2 separate regions of the Gossypium hirsutum genome follow, and region 1 is linked to region 2. Evidence: chromatin contacts called from public Hi-C data. All regions are on one chromosome and are shown on one strand. Each heading gives the region's core, a stretch centred on a gene start, on an enhancer-like site or on the middle of the called end of the contact. The rest is flanking DNA. Distances are from core to core; before and after follow the strand shown. Region 1 holds the start of LOC107903741. Region 2 holds the start of LOC107904051 (zinc finger CCCH domain-containing protein 15).

What was found. A called contact is a pair of places that touch in the nucleus more often than the background predicts.
Region 1: a Hi-C map of leaf shows a contact between it and region 2, with 1.5 times the contacts expected there. The contact joins the promoter of LOC107903741 here to the promoter of LOC107904051 in region 2. A contact is called at or near these places in 2 of 34 Hi-C or Micro-C datasets (callus and leaf).

What each region holds. Positions count from the first base shown.
Region 1 is chrD05:42,093,762-42,097,038 of Gossypium_hirsutum_v2.1, forward strand. LOC107903741 reads left to right here and starts at 1,872. Exons shown (of 2, transcript XM_016829896.2): 1 at 1,872-2,237; 2 at 2,805-3,133. The coding sequence starts at 1,914. The coding sequence ends at 2,840.
Region 2 is chrD05:41,937,530-41,940,813 of Gossypium_hirsutum_v2.1, forward strand. LOC107904051 (zinc finger CCCH domain-containing protein 15) reads left to right here and starts at 1,739. Exons shown (of 3, transcript XM_041092867.1): 1 at 1,739-1,928; 2 at 2,033-2,669. The coding sequence starts at 2,064.

The DNA.
Region 1 (3,277 bases), core at 622-3,121, 160 kb after region 2:
CAACTAAGCAAGCAAATAAACTAACCTATATATAAAAGATTAATAAATAAATTATGAGGGGATGAAAGTTAATAACAAATTTGATTACGGTGGGTAGCAGTGGCTATAAGGACCTAAAGTCATTTTTTAAATTTAACTTGAACAAATATATTCGATTCGATTCGAATTTCATCTCACTCGACTCGATTCGAGAAAATTTCAAATGGATTTAGGATGATAAAATAAGATTTGTCAACTCGATTAACTCAAAATTTTTTTATTAAATTCGATTTGATTCAATCGAACGCTTACCCCTATTCGTCGTCATCTCCATAAAAGGTTGAAAGTAAAATATTTGACTATAAAGGATCCATAAAAAAATAATTCTACCTAAAACTCATTATGATTGGATGCACCAATGGTTACAAGATTTAAAAACTACGAGTAAGCATAGCTTTGCTATATGCAAGGTAAGTTTGCAATTAAAATAGTGTAGGGAGAATATTACTAATGAGGGCTTGCTACAAAAAACTTCTCAACTTTTCATGCTTCAAATGTGCTTTTGCAGCAGCAATATCATGATAAATGTTTTAAAAATATTTTGAATTAATATCATGTCTATTTGTGGTTGGACAAAATAACGAGCTAGTAATAAAAAATCATCAAGCCCATCCTACTAAATCTGCTCCATTCCCTGAAGCCAATGCGGCAATACATAAATATCAAAGAGATGGTTATAATAATTATTCTCACCACCAAAAATGGAAAAATAAATTCTCAAGAGAACTTTTAAAAAGTGGAGATAACTTATATTATTGATGTGATATGAAAGGTGACTAGTAATGTACATGTCATATACCTAAACATTTCATTAAATCCTATCAAGATTCTATCAAAGGGGGATAATGTAGAATGTTAAACATATTTGACATACAAAGAATGATAACTCCCATGGCTTTGAATGGTTTGACATATCTAGAAACAAAAGACTTTTTAAGGATCATGATTAAATAATTTATAATTTTATTAGAGATGGAGATAATTTAAATTACTTTATGTTTGTTTGTTTTTATTATTCAACATGCATCTTTTATTTCTTTAGAATAGTTTTTTGTTATGCTTATTTGATATACTTTAAATTATATATTTTGTTTTTTAAAACATGTGAATATTATAGAAGTTATCTATTTTATATTAGTAAATATTTTAGTGAAATATATTATTTATAATGGACATTCAAAAAGGAGTGTTATAAATATATTTTCATTATAAACTGAATGTATATTAGAATAAAAAAATTGTTATACTTAGAACTCTAATGTCTATTAAAAATAAAATTTTATATCATCATACTTGTTATATTTATAAATATAGACTTTGACAAAATATTATTTAAATCACATATATATATTTTTATTATTACAAGAAAAAGTTGAATCCCAGTGTTGAACAGAACAGAAACTAAAATTAAATCACATATATTCTTATCTCTTTATATTTCTATCCCTTATTCCTTTTCATTATTTTATAACACAATTTAAATATAATGAGAAATGAGTAATGTCAATATTTCAAAACTTGGAAACAAAAAACAGAGGCTTGATAGTTAGAGGGATATAAATGTCATCCCACCCTTTATATATAATATAGATAATTGACTTGAAAGTTTTAGTTCAACATGAGAATAGCCATATGAATTGGTCATATTATTTAAAAAATGCCGTCACTTGGCTTAATTGTTATAAAACTTGCAAAGGAAATGAAATGTAAGTAATAAGCATGGATCTTACATAAAAATAATATAAATACATTTATAAAGAAAGAATGATAAATTTAATTCTACCAACCGGCTTCTTGTCTTGTCATGCAAAACTAGTATATAAGTATGTGTTTATGTATAGCACTAAACAAATATCAAAGCAGAAGCAAAAGAAATGGCATCAAAAAAGGGTTCTGAAGAGGTTTCGTGTGTCTTTGAAAGGGGGACACTGTGCAACTTTTGGGTGGCTCCTAAATTTTGCAAAGGTTTAGACAAAGTAGAACTAGATGAGGTGTGCTCTTTCCATGGCTTGGTTTTCGCTGCTCCGGCGCCATTTCCGCCATTTATTGTAGCTGCTGATGTTGCCTATGCGTTCTTTCACTATGGTGATAATATAGGTTCCAGTTGTGGTTTTTCCTTTGTTATTAAAGAAAATAATCTAGAGCCTGAGCTAAAGTGGATTATTGCTTGGAAAAATGGACCATGCAATGACAACAAGGTGCTGCTGATCTATTTCCATAATGTTATAATTTTTTTGTCAATTTAATTTTTTTAGTTAAATTTAACTTTTAACCTTTTATAAAAGTCAAATTAAACCACCAATATTTTGAATTGAAATTATGTTTTTTTAATGAGAATACTAATTAAAATATTAAATTTTTAAATACGGTAACTTGCATGACAATCCATGTGTACTCCATGCTTTTTTTTTTTGAACTTTTATAATTTATAATTTTGTTTTCTTTTATTTTTGAATAGTACATATAAGACAAATAGTGTTATGTTAATATGATGTGTACATAGATTGTTATGCATGTTGCCACTCCAACAAAATATTAAAAATTAATATTTTAGTCAACATTTCTATTATAAAAAAATTATTTGACTCTTATAAAATGTTAAGGATCAAATTTAACTAAAAAATAAGCCAACTTATAAAAAATGTAAACTTTAAAGTTAAATTTATTATTATATCATATATATATAATTATTGAAACAATAAATATATGGATTAATTACGTATGAAATCAATTACAGGTCTATACAAATATCCTTCCTCTTTCAGATGACGTTGATTGGGATCAAATCAAATGCAATTTGAAGTCGGAGAATTGTGGACCCAAAAGTTGCTGCGACCTATCGGGAATAAAAGCTGAGGCTTTTATCGAGCCGGGTGTTAAGACAACTATGAAGGCAAAACTGATAAAACAATAATTTAGATTGTGTTGTGATGGGGCTGTCATTTGTCAACACTAGCGTGGAATTTATATTGTGTTGTTAATTTGCACTAGTATTAAAATAAAGTGACATCCATTAATAAAGATTGCTACTACTATCGTCTAATGTGTCATCAGTTTGACAGTTTGTAGTTTGAATAAATGATATCGTTTGTGAGAAACTTAGTTTTTGTTACCCTCAATCATGTTAAAAATCATTAACAACGGAAGCTAACCGAAAAAAACAAACAGTACTTGTAACATTTATTGCAGCAATAAGAGAAAAGCACAATTATTATTAAATAATTTAAAAATATTAACT
Region 2 (3,284 bases), core at 489-2,988:
AATTAAATAATAAATATCAATTTTATTAAAATTTAATATTATTTATTTTTAATAATAAAAGAATTAAATTAATCTATTTAATAATAAAAATATTAATTTGTCTCAGCCCTTATAATAGGACTTACCAAATATTTTTACTGTATTTATAATGTTAATACTATAAGTGTGACTCCAACCCAAATAGATATGGCAATGAATGCATTTCAATTAATATTTTAATTATTTATTTGTTAGGTTTAGCAGCATTGTAAAATAATCATATTTGTCTACCAGTAAAATATAATCTGATTTCAATATTTCTCAAAAATACTGTCTCATTGATATATAAACTATAAAAAAATTTAAATAAATAATGAAATATTTTTGAATCTCATTATAATTAGTTGAGTGCTTATCTTTTCTAGGATTAGTCTGAGTTCGAATCACAGTTGTACCAAAAAAAATTTTAACTTACTCGAACTTTATTATATAATTGCTTTTGAATATAGTATCTACTTCTACTCATAACTGCTTCCTCTTAAATCAATTAACTTATACTTTAAATATTGATTAACTCTTAACTTGGTGGGCATCGACATTGTTTCCTCTACAAAAGGAAGTGGGTATGAACGGCTAAATCACATTTATCCTCATATATATGGATTGGGTTGGGATTATGGATAAATTCTAAACATTGTATAAAATATAAAATACTTATTTAATTGGTAAAGTTGAGGATTTGAAGATTAAGATTTCTAAGGTTTAAATTCTATTATATATTTATTTAAATTAATTTTTATAAATTTTATATAAAATATAAAAGACAAAAATATTATCGTAATAATATATAGTGAAAAAAAGGAGTTTTTAGTTATTTTCTAGTTGAGTTCATGTTTGATTAGCTTGTAACATGCATTTAGTCAAATACATTATAGTAAGTATTAGAAATCCTATTATACATGTATGCATGGGAACCATAGATTTAAAACGCTTTTAAAAATAACATACAATAAATAATGAAATGTATAGTTTGAGATTAATTAATTATCATAATAACACACGAAATTTGTATGGTATTAAAATTGAAAAGTAGATTAAATTATGAGTAAAACAAAATTTAAATATATGAATACATCATATAAACAATACTAAATGCACTACAATTATTTATCATGATTTTGTCATCAATTACAAGTTAATGTCGAGTTGACTTGTGACATCAACTCAATGAACAACATTATTAATATATACAATTGATGGAGATAATAAATTGTGTATATTAAAATAAAAATGTATAAAATAAATTAATATTAAATTAAAATTTGATTGAATTGTAAATCTAAAGTTTTAACAATTTAATTGGTCTGAATTCAAATCTCACTATATATATATTAATTAATTTATCTTAAAATTAATATTAAATTACCTTCAAATAATATAACTTTTCAAATTACCGAGTTAAATATGTGTTTAAGGGTTTAGGATTTAGGTTCACACTGCCAACTTAATAAATAGTGTAGATATATTTTACAAAATACTGTGCACCGTCCAAAATACCGTGATCGAAATCAAACGGCCTGTTTAATCACCCGAGGTTTTCGTCTTCAAACAGCGAGCAAGAAAATCATAAATTTTTTCATGAAAAGAAAATCTAATTAGATTAATTAAATGGCTTAAATCCCCTTATTAAGTGGTACGGTAAGGTTAAAATCGAGTGGAGGAAAACATAGGGGCGAACCGAGTAAAAGATAAGTGAAAAGGTGGACATAATGGTAAAATTCTGTTACGTGTTTGTTTTAACAGTTTCTCCCTTCCTTCCTTTCCCTCCAATTCTTTCATCTCCCATTTTCTCTCTCCCCAAACAAAACAAAAAGAAATCTCTCTCGCTGTCGCTGCACTAAAGAGAGAATCTTAGAAAATAAAATCGGTGGTTTTTTTCAGAGATTCAGGTTAGCATCAAATTAATTTACTCGATTTCTATTTGTTTCAATCGTTGTTTTCAGGTGTTTTGGCTTTTTATTTACTGCATTTTTTTTTCTGTTTGCTGTAAAAGTTTTTTCAAGCTTGTGTACTTTCATTTGCAAATGCAAAGCGACGGTTCAACTCTTTATGGCGATGTCCTTTCCAAACAATCAAAAGATAAGGAGAATGAAGGAGATTACTCACCTTCAGCTGTCGCTGCCACCTCTCTCTTTGATCTCTACCATCCCCGTCACGTCATGCAACAACATCAAGATATGATCAACCGCCACAATCTCTGCCTCTCGCGCCTCCACGAAGCTTCTAAAGAAGTGGAGGCACTCCGCCAAGAGAATACTGCTTTGCGATCTGTAAACCGCGACCTCAACAAGCAACTCAGCACACTGATCCAAGCCTCTATGCAGAACCACTTCGCAACGTCTGATTATAACGCGACGCCGTACGAATTGCTGAATGAGTTTCAAGGGCTTTGTCTCGGTGGTGACGGTGGGGGCGTAGGAGAGGAAGAGGTTTCTGACGAGTGTCCGACGAGCATGATGGAAGGTGCTGGGGATGTGGAGAGGGTTATGTTGCCTAAGAGCATATCTGTTAGGTCTAATGGATATCTGAAGATGATGAGTAGTCAAAACAGTCAAAACGCTGGTGTGAGCCGTCGTCGTAAATATCGGGGACCAACTCGGTCTGGAAATGCCTCTCAACTCAGTGGAGCGGTGAGTTTATTATTGTTACTCTGTTGTTGATATAAATTCCTAAATGCTATATTTTTATTTCTTGAGCTAGATTAATGTTGTAGCAGTTATAAAAAATATATATAAATATAGTCTACCATTGCATCAAATATAAACTTAATTATAATGTGACAATTTATGTCCTTTGTGTCATTTTCTACTACTACAATCGTGTTTATGGTGTTTTATATTTTATAAGCTAATGAGTACTATTTATATATTTTTTCTTGTTTTGTTTTAATTAATTTGTATCTTATTTATTTTTAAATATTCAATGAACTGGCTGCTATTTTAGCGATGATTGCTTAGATTTTTTGCTTTTTAGGCAGAACTCGGGGGATAAGTAAGTACTTCAAAGAATTTGAAAAATCCAAATAACATGATGAATTAAAGGTGCAGCTTGGCTTCACATTTTTGTGCCGAGTGACAAGAGGAATTGAACTCTTTCATTTCCAATCCCTGAACCCATTGACCCTTTTAAGCATTTGGCCCAACATTGTTACCCTTGACAAAAGTAGATATTTGCTGTGATTGGCTTCTATTCTATATTCTTGTTTACTTTGTTAAATTTGATTCCCTCTTCTTCTTTGGAAGGAC